2 separate regions of the Triticum aestivum genome follow, and region 2 is linked to region 1. A link is a contact called in public Hi-C data. All regions are on one chromosome and are shown on one strand. Each heading gives the region's core, a stretch centred on a gene start, on an enhancer-like site or on the middle of the called end of the contact. The rest is flanking DNA. Distances are from core to core; before and after follow the strand shown. Region 1 holds the start of LOC780632 (dnaJ protein homolog). Region 2 holds the start of LOC123105331 (MD-2-related lipid-recognition protein ROSY1).

Region 1 (7,324 bases), core at 2,613-5,112:
CATAAATTTGGAAAAGTTCACAAAATATAAATAGATTCATGCATTTGAAAAAGTTCGCACATTTGAAAAAAAAGTCACAGGTTTTGGAATGTTGACAAAAAATAAAAACCAAAAGAATAAGAAAAACCAAAAGGAAAACCGAATTAAAAAAGAAAAAGTGGACTGGAAAGTTTTTTTCTTAAAACAAGCCAGCGCTACATTAATCAAACAACAGATTCAGTACAAACAAGTTGCCGGATACAACTCGGCACCTCGCCTACCCATACAGCGCTAGCTTCATGAACCGCAGACTGGGCGAGAACATGAGCGACAACATTACAGACTCGGGAAACATGAATAAAGGAAAATAGACCCAAAGAAACGAGCCTTCAACTTGATGTCCTGACCTACCGAAGCAATATGAGATCGGTCAGGATCGAAGTGAAGCATTAATCTTGGATGTGAGAGTCTGACAGTCAGAAGCAAGGATCAAATCATCAAAACAAACTTGAAGAGCAAAGGATAGAGCATGCCTCACTGCCATAGCTTCAGCCAGTTCGGGCAAAGTGGACTGGGAAGTTACTGGAGTAGAAGCTTTCCATTCCACAGCCGGGCTGCACCAGCGGCTTTTTTTTTTGAGCATCAATACAGACACAAGCGCTCATATACACGCGCATACACTCATCCCTATAAATGCACACACGCACACCCTATCCCTATGAGCACCTCCAAAAGACTGAGCCGGCATATCATCTTAAGATTTACGAAGTCATCGTAGGCGCCCCGTCGTCGACGGGAACGTCTCCTCCCACTGAAAGCGCATCGCCGGAAATCCTGAAATAAATTCAGGAATAATGCGAGTATCAGGATTTGGATTGGGGATACCATTGTCCACCTAACCATCTCAACCATAGGTTGATTCGCAGCAGCTTAACGAATGCACCCATGCTGCGAGCGGCGGGATCCTATACGGCGCGTTGGCCAGTTTTCATGCGTACTGGGCGTCTATGGGCCGGCCAATTTTCGGTTATTTTTCCTTCTTTTTTTTCTTTTTCTGAAAGCAATTAGTTGAGGAACGCTCCTTCGGGAGCCTCCCCGACCTTTTTGCTTCTGTTATTTTCCGTTTCGAGCATAGAGAAAATAATTTTGAGGCCCACTCGCTTGCTAAAGGAGCTGCGTCTCTTGCGGTGGGTCGTCATATGTGGCTAGGGGTTTCGCCTGACATTGCTTGTATTCCCCAACTCATAAACTATGAATAAAGCCCCTAGTTACCTTTAAAAAAAAGCTGAGAGCGCGCCGACGCCGCCACATGTTGCACTCTGGTCGCTCACTTCGAATTTTTTATTTTTTCGAACCTGTTTCTGCTTTTTTAGATGTTTTTTTTACTTTTCAAATTTCTATCGGTCTTTCTTAGCTTTTCGATGAAAAAAATGTATTTCTTTTGTGGAGGAAAAAATATTTTTTTTCATGAGAGGCATGGTTTTGCTCCCGGGAGAGGCACGATTTTGCTTCCGCGAGAGGCACGAAAAACGAAAAAAAAACATTTTTTCTTTTTTTTTTCTTTCTTGAGAGGCACGGTTTTGCTTTCATGAGAGACATGGTTTTGCTACCGTGAGAGGCACGGCTGAGCCTCTCGAAAACAAAATATGTATATATATTCTTTTTTTTCGATGAAAGGCAAGGCTGTACCTCTCAGAAACAGAAAAAACATGTTTTTTTCATGAGAGGCACGATTTTACTTCCGCGAAAGGCGCACGTTTTCTCTTTTTTCTTCATGAGAGGCATGATTTTGCTTTCATGAGAGGCATTGATTTGCTTTCGCAAAAGGCACGGCCTGCCTCTCAGAAACGGCTTCCGAAAAGGGGGAAAACTTGCTCATGGTTTGGTTTTTTGTCTGCTTTTTCGTAAAAAAAGGGTTCAAAACCTGTCAATATGGGATTTAGTTTTGAAGAATTTGATGCGAGGAATTCAAGGGTGAAAACGGTTTGAGATTTGGACGCATGGTTTAAAACATATAACGTTTTAAATAAACGGATCTATGAAAAAAGGAAAAACTCTCAGGTTGGGACAAGTGGCGTACGTGCAGCACACCACTTGTCGCAACCTGGAGTATTGGGAGTGATCTTTGGAAGGGATACTCCTCAATTAGTGATTTCATTTTTTTCTTCTTTCGTATTTTCTTTTTTTTTCCTGTTTTTTTTCTTTCAAATTTTCACTTTCTCTTGCCTTTTTTATTTTCAAATTTTCAAAAAGAATTGTTCATTAAATTCAAAAATGTTCATCAATGTAAAAAAAAGCTCACTAATTCAAAACATGTTCATCGAATTTATTTTTTGTTTGTCAGGATCTAAACAATGTTCATCAAATTCAAACTTTCTTCAGTGAATTAAAAAAATGTTCACCAAATTCGAAATTTGTTCATCATTTTCAATTTTTTATCAAATTCCAAATTTGTTCATGAAATATAAAAAATGTTCATCATTATTAAAAAAACAATCAAATAAAAGATGTTCATTCTTCTAAATTGCAAACATTTTTGAATTCAAGAACTGTTTTATGAAAATTCACAGTTCAAAATGTTTTAAAATTTGAAAACGAATCCCAAATTATTTAGTGTAGAATAAAAAAATTAACAAGGAAAAGGAAAAAATGAAAATGAAAAAAAGGAGGCGCCCGGCCCCGTGCATGGGCCGGCCCAACAGCTCCCGGGCCGCGGGGGTGCACGCCACAGCGCTAGGGGAGCGCCTCATGCTCTAGCACCTCATGCGTCATATAGGAGGTCCCCTGCGAGCGTACAGAGCTAAGGAGAAAGAAAAAAAAAGTAAATGGATCGAGCCCAACACGAAAGGTGGGTGCGTCTTTTTTGAACATTGGCAGACACAGGCGCTCATATGCACGCACATACACTCACCTCTATGAATGCACACACGCACACTCTACAGCACCTCCGAAAGACTGAGCCGGCATGTCATCTTAAGATTTACTCCCACTGAATGTGCATCGCCGGAAATTCTGAAATAAATCCAGGAATAAATGTGAGCATCAAGATTTGAACCTTGGTGGGCTGAAGATACCATAGTCCCTCTAACCATCCAATCACAAATTGGTTCGCACAAAAGGTGGGTGCGTCGGTTAGTAAAAACAGACACTGAAGGCGCCAAATAAGATCCAGCCGCACCCGCGCCCACACCGCTATAGCACCCAAGTCGCTAGGTCGGTCCTCTTACCGGAGTCAAACTAAACCACACCTTCCCCTTCCCCGAACCCGCACCCTTCTATTTTATTAACCACTGAATTTAATGAGCAGCGTCAAATTTTTCTATGGTTTGCTTTTTTCACCTCTTTTGCCGTCAATGTGGTCATATTTGGTTACCCGAAGCCCATATTGAGGCGCCGTCATATTTGGTTACCCGAAGCCCATATAGAGGCACCTACGGCTGGATCCGCTATCTTGGATGCAGTTCTTTTAAAATTGGGAACCTGTGGATTTTTAAGATTTTCAATACCCATCTTTCATTTGTGATCTAAGCGCGATTGCTATAACATACGGGTACTTCCTTGTCGAATCGATGTTTACCGGATCTTTGGAGCGAGGATCTCCCTATCGGGTTCCACCGTAGCCGTACCGGACCCGCATCCACACGGCGTCCGCACCGTGACAGTACCCAGGTCGGTCCTCTTTACCGGAGTCAAACTCAACCACGCGCTCCCCTTCCCCGAACCCGCGTCGCCCCAGCCCTCCCGGTCCTTTCGCCAGAACAACCCGGAAGCATCTGGAAGCTCGGCCCTCCCCTCCAACCACCGCCCGATCCGGATCCGACGGCCCGCGCCCGCCTCTCCCCCGTCCTCCCGCATCTTCGAGAGCGTTCACTCCCGACCACCCGTCCCGCGCTCCGCTATAACTAGGACCGCCCCCCCTCCCCCACCTCTCCTCACAAACCGATCCCGACCGGCGACCTCGCTTCCACCGGATCAACCAGCTAGGGTTTCGTCTTCGTCCTCTCCGCGGAGCTTGGGATTTTCGGCGCGATGTTCGGGCGCGGGCCGCCGAAGAAGAGCGACAGCACGCGCTATTACGAGATCCTGGGCGTGCCCAAGGACGCCTCCCAGGACGACCTCAAGAAGGCCTACCGCAAGGCCGCCATCAAGAACCACCCCGACAAGGGCGGCGACCCCGAGAAGGTGAGCGCCCGCCGGATCTCTCATCCCTCTACTACCGATCTGTTCCCGATAGGGATTACTAGGCTGGTAGATTTGGTACGGCAGGCGGATCTGGCCCGGGGCCGCGGGGATGTAGAATTCGACGGGAATTCGTGGATGTGTGTTTGATAGGTAGGTTTGGGCGGGGGAAGAATTATGCGTGGTGATGATTGCGGTCGGCTTTAAAATGAACATTTAGTTGATTTAACATTCGGCAAGGAATCCTTGAAATCGTCCTTATACTGTTATACATGCGTTTCTGTAATTGTTCACATACCTGAAATTAGCATAACGTATGATTTTAGATGTTAATTGAGCAATTCATGAGAAGCTTGTAGCATATGCAGGTAGGTTTTGTTGAATTGATGATGATGTAGGAGTAATCCGTGTGTATGTTAAATTGCCTACTGTTCGCAACTGTCAGTGGGCAATTCAATAGTTGACGATGATTAAAAATAGAATGACCAATGCATTTGTTGAGACATTATGCAATGTTTTACTAGGCACATACTCCCTCCATCCCATAATATAAGATCGTTTTTGAGATAGTATAGTGTAAAAAACACATTAGTGTAGTATACGAAACACTTTTATATTATGGAATGGAGTGAGTAACTTATTTAATTCCTATTGACATGTGCTCCCTCCGTTTCTAAATATAAGACCTTTTAGAGATTCCAAATATAGGCTATGTAACGGAGGGAGTATCAACCTAGCTAAACTAAAGCTGTGTACTGGTGCTTGGGTCAGTCAAGCTTTGCTGGGTAGTGGGTACTGATGCCTTGCCTGGTTATAACCTGTTTGCGTCAGATGTTGTTTTCTGGTTGAGCTGGCTTATTAACGATTTGTCATATTGCAGTTCAAGGAGCTAGCTCAGGCTTATGAGGTCCTGAGTGATCCTGAGAAGAGAGAAATTTATGACCAGTATGGTGAGGATGCCCTCAAGGAGGGAATGGGAGGTGGAGGAATGCATGATCCTTTCGACATCTTCCAGTCATTCTTTGGTGGTGGCGGCAACCCCTTTGGAGGTAAATCTTATGTGACCAACTTAACCATTCTGGTTGCCATTGTGGTCTGCCTGTATTTTGATCTGACTTAACCATTGCATTGTCCTACAGGTGGCGGGAGCAGTAGGGGCAGGAGGCAGCGCAGGGGTGAGGATGTGGTTCATCCTCTCAAGGTTAGCCTTGAGGAGTTGTACAATGGAACATCAAAGAAGCTCTCTCTTGCCCGCAATGTGCTCTGCTCCAAGTGCAATGGGTAAGTTGTTTTAACCCTTGTGCGTGTAACCTCGAATTTACTGGCTCATGAAGTTCTGAATTTTAATTGTGCTCGTTTGTCCTGCAGCAAGGGTTCAAAGTCTGGGGCTTCCATGAAGTGTGCCGGCTGCCAAGGTGCTGGTTACAAGGTGCAGATAAGGCAGCTGGGACCAGGAATGATTCAGCAAATGCAGCAGCCTTGCAACGAGTGCAGGGGAAGTGGGGAGACCATCAGCGATAAGGATCGCTGTGGGCAGTGCAAAGGTGAGAAGGTGGTGCACGAGAAGAAAGTCCTGGAGGTGGTGGTTGAGAAGGGAATGCAGCATGGACAGAAGATCACCTTCCCCGGCGAGGCGGATGAAGCGGTATGCGTCGAACTTCAGTATGAGTACTATGTTTTTCTGTATGTGTTGTGCCTGTTACCTTGTCTGATCTGTCTGCTTGTGTCATGCAGCCTGATACCGTTACTGGAGACATAATCTTCGTCCTCCAGCAGAAGGAGCACCCCAAATTCAAGCGGAAGGGTGATGACCTCTTCTACGAGCACACCCTGACCCTGACTGAGGCCCTGTGTGGCTTCCAGTATGTCCTGGCTCATTTGGACGGCAGGCAGCTGCTCATCAAGTCCAACCCTGGCGAAGTGGTCAAGCCTGGTAAGTGTTGATGAATTCAACCTGGAATGATCATCTGATTTGGCTCAGATAGGTATTCAACTGATGCTCATCATCTATCCAAATGTTTCTACAGATTCATTCAAGGCGATCAACGATGAGGGCATGCCCATGTACCAGAGGCCGTTCATGAAGGGCAAGCTGTACATCCACTTCACGGTGGATTTCCCCGACTCGCTGAACCTGGACCAGTGCAAGGCGCTCGAGACTGTCCTCCCGCCCAAGCCGGCGTCGCAGTACACGGACATGGAGCTGGACGAGTGCGAGGAGACGATGGCCTATGACATCGACATTGAGGAGGAGATGCGGAGGCGGCAACAGCAGCAGGCACAGGAGGCCTACGACGAGGATGAGGACATGCCCGGCGGCGGCGGCCAGCGGGTGCAGTGCGCACAGCAGTAGGCAGGCATGATGTTTGTGATTGTCAGTCAGCAGAAGAATTCGTTTCTGGTTGTTCTCAAGTTTTCCATGTTAGGGTTCTTACCCTTTTGGTGCTAGTATATGATATAACTACTTTACTGAACGATACCGGGTCGTCCAGGGAAATTATTTGCCTTCTTGTTTTGCTTGCTGTGGCATGTTTACCGGGGTAGTTGGCTGCTGATGAGCAGAGTTGCCATGGTATGTTTAGTTGGCTGCTGATGAGCAGAGTTGCCATGGTATGTTTAGTTGGCTGCTGATGCGAAGAGTTGCCATGGCATGTTTAGTTGGCTGCTGATGATCCGAGCTGACAACATTTTTGTTTCATGGGGCTTGGGATTAAATGGACCATCCCGGCGAGTAGACTTGCCTGTTCCTTCGGATTCACGACGATGACATGTCGTCGGGCATCATCGTCAGACGTATTGAGATTGAATTTGTTGATCTTAGTTGCTATGCCCATCGAAGGGTGCTCTTCGTCTTAACATTGAGCAAAACAAATAAAATTGTCAACTTGTAGAACATTGAGCAAAACAAATGAAATGGTCATTGTAGAGGAACAAGAAGCACTTTTCAGTTGTGCATATGCACCGCAATAATGCCATCGATAGAGTAGTGACCTCGCGATCATGAATCACTTCCATGTTGCAGGGGAGCGTGTGGGTAAAAAGGGCCCTGGGCAGGGTATTTTGTTGGGCCGGGATGTCGAAGTTCGAGGTGACGGACGTCCAAACTCCCTCAAACCTTTTTAATTTGGTTTTGATTTGTTCGATCTTGAACTTCTAAAGTTGTCTG
Region 2 (7,324 bases), core at 3,469-5,968, 210 kb after region 1:
ACCTCTCCTAGCTAGCTAGCTAGCCTCCGCTCGCTTCGGTCCAGCGGCGACGAGCGCGACGTCGGGATGAACGCCGGTGCCCCGCCGGCGCCCGGCCGGTTCACCCCGGGCGACGGCACCTCCGTGGGCATGTTCAGCTCCGACCGCATCGGCGGCTTCGGCTACGGCGTCGGCGTCTCCGTCGGCATCCTCCTCCTCATCACCACCATCACGCTCGCCTCCTACTTCTGCACCCGCGCGCCCCCGCCCGGCCCGGAGGCCGCCGCCGACGCCGAAGGGACGGCCCGGCGAAGGCGGCGTGCGCGGCGCCGCGAGGGCGGCGGCGACAACGATGGCGGCGGGGCAACCGGCGACGACGTCGACGTGGAGCTCGGCATCGACGAGGCCACGCTCAAGGGGTACCCGGAGGTGGTGTACGGCGAGGCGCGGAGGAGCAAGAACAGGAAGCTGGGCACCACCTGCACCTGCTGCTCCGTGTGCCTCGACAACTACGGCGACGGCGACGTGCTCCGCATGCTGCCGGACTGCGGCCACCTGTTCCACCGGGAGTGCGTCGACCCCTGGCTCCGGAAGCACCCGACCTGCCCCGTCTGCCGGACCTCGCCGCTGCCCAGCCCCTTGCCCACGCCCCTCGCGGAGGTCACGCCGCTGGCCATGACGAGGCTGTCCTCCTGACACCACACAGAGGTTCTTGCGTGGTTTTAATGTTCTTGCTCTTTTCTCGTTCCTTTTTCTCTTGTTTTAGAAAATTGGGATTGGTGAAAGAAAAGTTCAGGTTAGGAATCAATTAGAAGTTTCTTTTGTGATCTGGGGTGTAAATCCGGTTTCAGCTTAGTTTCACTTCTGATGGAAATGCAAGTCAGCCTAGCATTCTGTCCTGAATCCTGATACAAATGGTTGAGAGTTCCCCGATCAGAAGTTCAGAACATGTGCTCAAAGAGGGATTATTACTTGACATTAGCAAATTGGGTGTCAATGTCACAATGTAGAGTAGGTTGTCTTGAATATACTGAATCAAATGTTGGGTTTCAAGCTCGAAATGTAAATGCATTCTCTCATTGCCATACACTGATTCGCAAATGCAGCAGACAAGTTCAGAATCAGCGCTTTGGGCCGATTCGATATTCTTGGCTTCCAGTGTCAGTTAGAACATCGAACAGCGATAGTTCGGTATTCAATTTCAAACACCTCCAGCAAGTTGACCAATTTACAATTCCGGCAACCCCCCAAACTGAATCTTTAATATAATCTTGGTCTCTAAGCAAGGTGGAGTACATGCAGCCCCCTTCCCCCCAGGTTTGCAGGGTCAATCATGCGAAAACCCGTAGTTTTCATTGTGCTTTGGAGTAACACAGACACCCATGCGGCTTCATGTTCTACGAGACAAGATATAGAGCAAAATGACAGGCACCTTCGATTCCAGGGCACGCGACTTCTGCCTTGATCCGAACAAAACAATGACCGTCCATTTGAATTTTAACTTATTTTTGTGCACTGATCTGCTGAGAGTCTGGGTGCTCGTTGAATCGTAGGCACTGCATTGGGTTCAGTTTTTACCGGCTGCTGGAGAGAATCAGAGAAGAAAGTGTCGGTTGATTACATTTCAAACGTACTATGGATGAAACACGGCAGAAAATGGTATACAGTAGAGGAGGTACTCCTGTATCAGGATTCGGGCATCTGTGGTGTTATGGTCTGTGATGGTACAGCGTTGAAGAGCTGGATACGCCGCTTACGGTAGATGATTTTAATGGAGACGACTTTCTGCTCTGTGTACTGTTAAGTGGTATCGTAGGCTCGTGGTACTGTTACTGTTAGTGGTCCAGCAATCCAGACGTACAGCCAGCGATTTTTTTAACCAGCTGACGTCGTAGAAAAACGAAGGCGGTCGAAAAAGACCCAGAACGCCCACGTCTGTTTTTAACAAACAGACACCTTGTTCAGAGTTTACAAAGTTTGACTTTGAGCAAAGCTAAAATGCAGATTAAATAAAAACAGAGGAAGTACAATTTTGTCTCTGTTTATTGCAAATTTCAGTACTTCGTTCAGCCCATGCCATTTTCTGTAAATTAGTCGCAAAAAAGACCCGTCGATATATCTTTATGAGCCTTTCAAAAAACGTGGAAATCAAATGCCACAGTTGTCTCACTTCGAACAAGGTGTCATTTTCCTTCCCTGCCTGCAACAAAGGATTTCAATTCCGGATGCAAAAAAAAAAACTCATTGTGCACCGAGATTTCTGGTTACCACGTTAACCAGAAAATACCGAGCGGTTACCAGATGATTTTTTGAATGAAATTCAATGCAACAAAATTTAGTTTAAATTCATTCAAATTCATGAATTAGGTTTTTTTTTGCTCAGCCAGGCAATTTCTTGTGAGGTATCGGGAATTCACAGTTACCGGGCGATAACCGAGTTTTCCGCCTGGTAACTAGATCTTTGCCTGCAACTTCATTTTTGCAATGTGATCTCCTCTAGTCTATTGGATAAAAACAATTTTTTGATCAACATTTTATCTAGAATCTAAGTACCATCAATATTCATTTATCTACTCCTATAAAAGAGTATGTTCGTGATCTTGCCAGTCATTTCTGACTATCCAATCTACACCTAATATAAGGCATGCGAGACAAGATGCGGTATTTTGCAAAATGACCCCGTGAATCTGTGCCACATTTGCAGAAAACTCGTTAGTATCTCCAAACCAGGCACATTTGCAGAAAACCCCTATAATGACCCCGTGACTCTATGCCCTCCCCCACCTCATCCAAACAAATAGGAGGAATAAAATTTGGGCAAACCCTAACATAATTTTATTGATTTTCTTTCGAGATTATGAACATGTATTCGTCTCCTTAGATCTATTGCCTAGCACACATACTTTGCTAGTAAGCCATAAAATACCCAGAAACCCAGCAATAGCGTGAAAGACCATTCTAATGGAAAACAAGTGTCTTTTTACTAAAAGAAATAAATAGAGAATTGGTCCATGAACCTATTGTTTTAGGACGCCGATAAGTGCCACACGTGTGGGCGTTAGGAAGTCCGCCCATATATTTTGTGTGGTGTATAAGAGGAGCAGCCCACATACCTACGTGTGGGCAAAACAATTAGCGCCCACACGTCTCTTCCCCCCCCCTCCCGATCCCTCTCACACGCGTGCGTGTGGGCGAAGTTGATAACGCCCACATGCCCATATGTTAGGCCTCGTACCTCCTGGTCCCGCACGCCACGCGTGACGGTCACCGCGCGCCCGCAGTTGCCATGGTCCAGACCCTCGTCCATGTTCGTTTAATTGCAGTTGCCATGTCGCTGAACTACGGTTGCCATGTCGGACAACTGCAGTTGCCATGGTTGCTCAACTGCACTTGCCATGTATGGTCTGATCTAATGTAGTTGCCATGATTTCATAACTTTAGGAGTTGCCACATACTAACACTAGCCAGTTGAGAGAGTTGACATGTGCTCACAAGCATGTTAGGGCAGTTGTCATGTAAAAATGAAGAGTTGCCATCTGCTTACGTGCACGTTAGGGCAGTTGTCATGTACATGCACGTTAGGTCAGTTGCCATGTACCATGCAAAAACATATGGCAACTCGGTAAAAGAGAGTTGTCATCTGCTTACGTGCACACTAGGCAGTTGCCGTGTACCCTGCAAAACACATGGCAAATTCGGGTAAAAAAAAAGAGTTGCCACCTGTTTATAAAAACACACTAGGGGCAGTTGCCATGTGCAGTGCAAAAACACATGGCAACTAGCAGCTTGGGTGTGGGAGAGGAGAAGGGCGTGTGGGCAAGATGCCAAATGCCCACACACTAGCCCTTGTGTGTGCGTGCAAAGTGGCGTGTGGGCGAACTGCTGAACGCCCACACGCCAGTCCCTCCTGTGTGGTGAAACGGCCGTGTGGGCGACCGGCTGAACGCCCACACACCAGGCCTGTCCTACGTGGCACTAGAAACATGCCAAGATTCGTGCGCTCACGAACGGACGCGGATCCACGCGTGTGGGCGAGATGCAAAAGCCCACGCGTGTGGGCGTTAACATTTCCGTTGTTTTATTCAGCACCCCATTAAGCCTTACGATGCGAAGGTGGTTATATTTAGCTATTTGGTGTTTTTCTTCTTAATACAAAAAAAGGGAGCAACTACGTAGAAGTGTGGTGGCCACAAATTTTGGTCAGCCGATTTGCAGCGCCTGCAGCCCCATAGGCCCACGCAGCGTGTGCAAGTTGAACAATGGGCTTCCAATTAGAATTCAGATAGGTAGGAATCACGGGATATACCAAGTGGTGTTAACAATAATCTCATATACATCATAGCTCCACGACTCAAGTTGAATCCGATCTAAAAAAGACACTCAAGTTGAATCCCAAATATTTTAAAAGTGACAATCTATTTTAAAAAGTATGATTTCGAAACTACCATAAGGATATGGATCTTCAAAGAGATGGTAAAAAAATTATTTTATTTTGACCTCATTGAATCGAACTTTTAAAACACAGATTTTTCTAGGGCAAAAATAGGAATGTCAAGTCATTTATTTGCCACTTACATCCCTAGGCAAAAACACAGATTTTTGTTTGTTTTATATAAGCATGTCAGAAAAACAGGCAGGCTTGTACAGTAAAACTCAACTGAAGGCCTCCACCCGTGTTTTTTTTTTGTTTTGAGATTTGCCTCCACCTCAATTGCACGCAATGACAATGTCAAGGCCCAAATAGGCCTCCACATACACACACTGCTGCCAACATCTCTCTCCTTGGATTGACCGGCCCCACTTGCTCAGCGACACGACTCGCGTCCACCTGCCTGCCTGCCGGTCTAGTCGCCACACCGCAGAGCTTTGGTTCGCAGCGATGGCGACCGACCGCCGCCTCCGCGACCTGCTCCTCCTCGCCGCGGCGCTCCTGCTCTCCGCCTCCTGCGCCGCCGCCGCCGACTTCGAGTACTGCAGTGAGTGCTCCGAGCTCTCCTTTCGCGGCTAAATCGTCCCCGTTTTGACTTTTGAGATTCCGCGGATTGTGTATGCGATGCGAGCTTCTGTTGGTGTTTGGTTCCGCAGAAAAGGGGCGCCACTATCCGGTGAAGGTGAGCGGCGTGGAGATCGTCCCCGACCCCGTCGTGCGCGGCGAGCCCGCCACCTTCAAGATCTCCGCCTCCACCGGTAAGATTTCGTCGAATAGCCTGAACTCCTTGCGATTTGGCTTGTGAATTGTGGCGCGGTGTGCTCATGACTGCTGTCGGCCAACTTGAATCTACTCCCTCGGTTCCTAAATATTTGTCTTTCTAGACATTTCAAATGACTAGTACATACGGATGTATGTAGACATATTTTAGAGTGTAGATTCACTCATTTTGCTCCGTATGTAGTCACTTGTTGAAATGCCTAGAAAGACAAGTATTTAGAAACGGAGGGAGTAGCTTGTTAGTAGAGTACTCCTTGTTATGGCTTATTGTTGGTAGCAGCCTACTCCAGAGTTTAGATCGGTGTCTCCGTGTGTATGTGGTAGTCAGATCAAATCGATGCACTTTTGCTTGTTTTTTGATGTGTCAATTTTTTCGAGCAATCAAATTAGTGCCCTGCTGAAGGTTTGGCTGGCCCTATCCATGTACTGTTATATGTGAATTAGTCATGTCCGCGGTAACATTTCAAGTTTTCAACCGAATTGGAGTTTTGTGAAGGACCTAATGTGGTGTGTTAGGAACTGAGATTTGGGGAATATGTCTCTTTAGGTGTTTTTGTAAGACTTCTTTGGAGTTTGGACAAGGCAGCTGTTACTGTCTTTCTATATTTTGCACCTGCATGTTTGGATTGTGGAACGTCCAATATTTGTTGGCCGCAAATTGCAGTAATGCGTGCATGTTTATCGGCCTTACTTTCACGACTTCCCTGTGTTTGTCGATGCTTGTATTTGAGTTTGCCAAGGCTTCCTGAGTCTCTTAAAATTCATCTGACATGTCAACCGAAATGGTTTGTAGGAGTATGTCCCAGTTAGTTGTTCTGATAGCCAATAGGTGAAAGAAATGTGAGTTGTAACATGTGTTTCCTGCAAAACACTTTATATATTCCACTTCATAGTTAGTACCATGGTCGCTAGGGCTTTAATATTGAAATTTTTGTGATGTGGATCTGGCAGGGTTTCTGCTGAAATATAGATTCTTTTTGTCTGTTGGGCCTAGTCTATCGTGGATCTGCTACTAGTGTCTGCACACGCACACACACGCATGAGCGGCATGCACCCATATTTCACAGTATTTTTCTGTAACTAGAATGTTTTTTTTTCTAGTTGCTTCCTTGCTCTGAATCTCCCTGATACATTTTTACTATTGTTTACACCTGGCAGATAAAACCATCACCAAAGGGAAGCTGGTGGTAGATGTGTGGTACTTCTTTTTCCACGTCGATTCAGAGACTCACGACTTGTGTGCTGGGACTCCCTGTCCCGCAACGGGCGAATTCGTACTAGCCAGCGAACAGACTTTGCCATCTTACACCCCACCAGTAAGCATACCCGCAGTGCACATTCAGTTTCGGTGCCGAACTTGTCTAGATATTTTCCCTTGTAGTGCTTGTGACAGACAAGGGGCTCAATAGGCCGCTGCAAGTAAGATCACATCTAGACATCCTGACGTTTTGTGTTGCTGTGATGTGCTTCAGGGTTCTTACAGTCTCCAGATGAAGCTGCTGGGAGACAAGAACGAGGAGCTGACCTGCATCTTGTTCGGGTTCAGCATCGGGTTCGTCGCACCTGTCGCCATTATGTGAACCAAATATGTGCCGCGACCCAAACACACCCTTGGTTGCAGTTGCAAAGAGCCACCATGGTCCACGGATGTATGTATGTACCTGCAGAACTCTCTAAAATCTGAATCACCCCGAGTGGGAGAGCATGTGTTGGACTGAGCCGTTTTATTCAGAGTTGCTGCCAGTGCGTGTTTTCTGAGTGTTGAATGTCGCTTGTGTGTGTGTTTTACATGTGTGGTTGGGCTCCGCGGTTGCTTTCGACGAACCATGGGCATTTTGGGTGATTGGTTGGGGCCGGTGCCGCATTCATCCTGTTGTGATGGCCCGACAAGGGCGTCCATCCGTGGAGGACCTGTCGTGGGTTGCTGCTAGCACGCTGTCCACCGAGGCAGAGAAGATAGCGTCGCACTGTGAAGCACCTAAATGCTTTGTCTATGTAGTACTCTGATGAAAGCGGCTCCTTTTTCTTCTGCTCCGATGATTTTGTTATCTCTGATGACTCAGCGCTTAGTTATAATACGCACAAATAGATGTTAAGCATGTGTCCCTACTGGAGCATCAACACTTGTATGCGACA

What was found. Hi-C and Micro-C count contacts between places; a contact is called where the count stands out from the background.
Region 2: a Hi-C map of leaf shows a contact between it and region 1, with 5 times the contacts expected there. The contact joins the promoter of LOC123105331 here to the promoter of LOC780632 in region 1. A contact is called at or near these places in 2 of 5 Hi-C or Micro-C datasets (both in leaf) and 1 of 1 datasets of contacts at active chromatin or transcription factors (leaf).

Annotation. Positions count from the first base shown.
Region 1 is chr5A:613,082,016-613,089,339 of IWGSC CS RefSeq v2.1, forward strand. LOC780632 (dnaJ protein homolog) reads left to right here and starts at 3,863. Exons shown (of 6, transcript XM_044527379.1): 1 at 3,863-4,161; 2 at 5,039-5,207; 3 at 5,298-5,439; 4 at 5,527-5,803; 5 at 5,893-6,091; 6 at 6,186-6,632. The coding sequence starts at 4,009. The coding sequence ends at 6,511.
Region 2 is chr5A:613,288,344-613,295,667 of IWGSC CS RefSeq v2.1, forward strand. It overlaps LOC123105331 (MD-2-related lipid-recognition protein ROSY1), which reads left to right and starts at 4,719. Exons shown (of 4, transcript XM_044527380.1): 1 at 4,719-4,955; 2 at 5,065-5,166; 3 at 6,347-6,504; 4 at 6,661-6,954. The coding sequence starts at 4,859. The coding sequence ends at 6,768. It overlaps LOC123107953 (putative RING-H2 finger protein ATL71), which reads left to right. Exons shown (of 1, transcript XM_044529831.1): 1 at 1-1,134. The coding sequence starts at 67. The coding sequence ends at 675.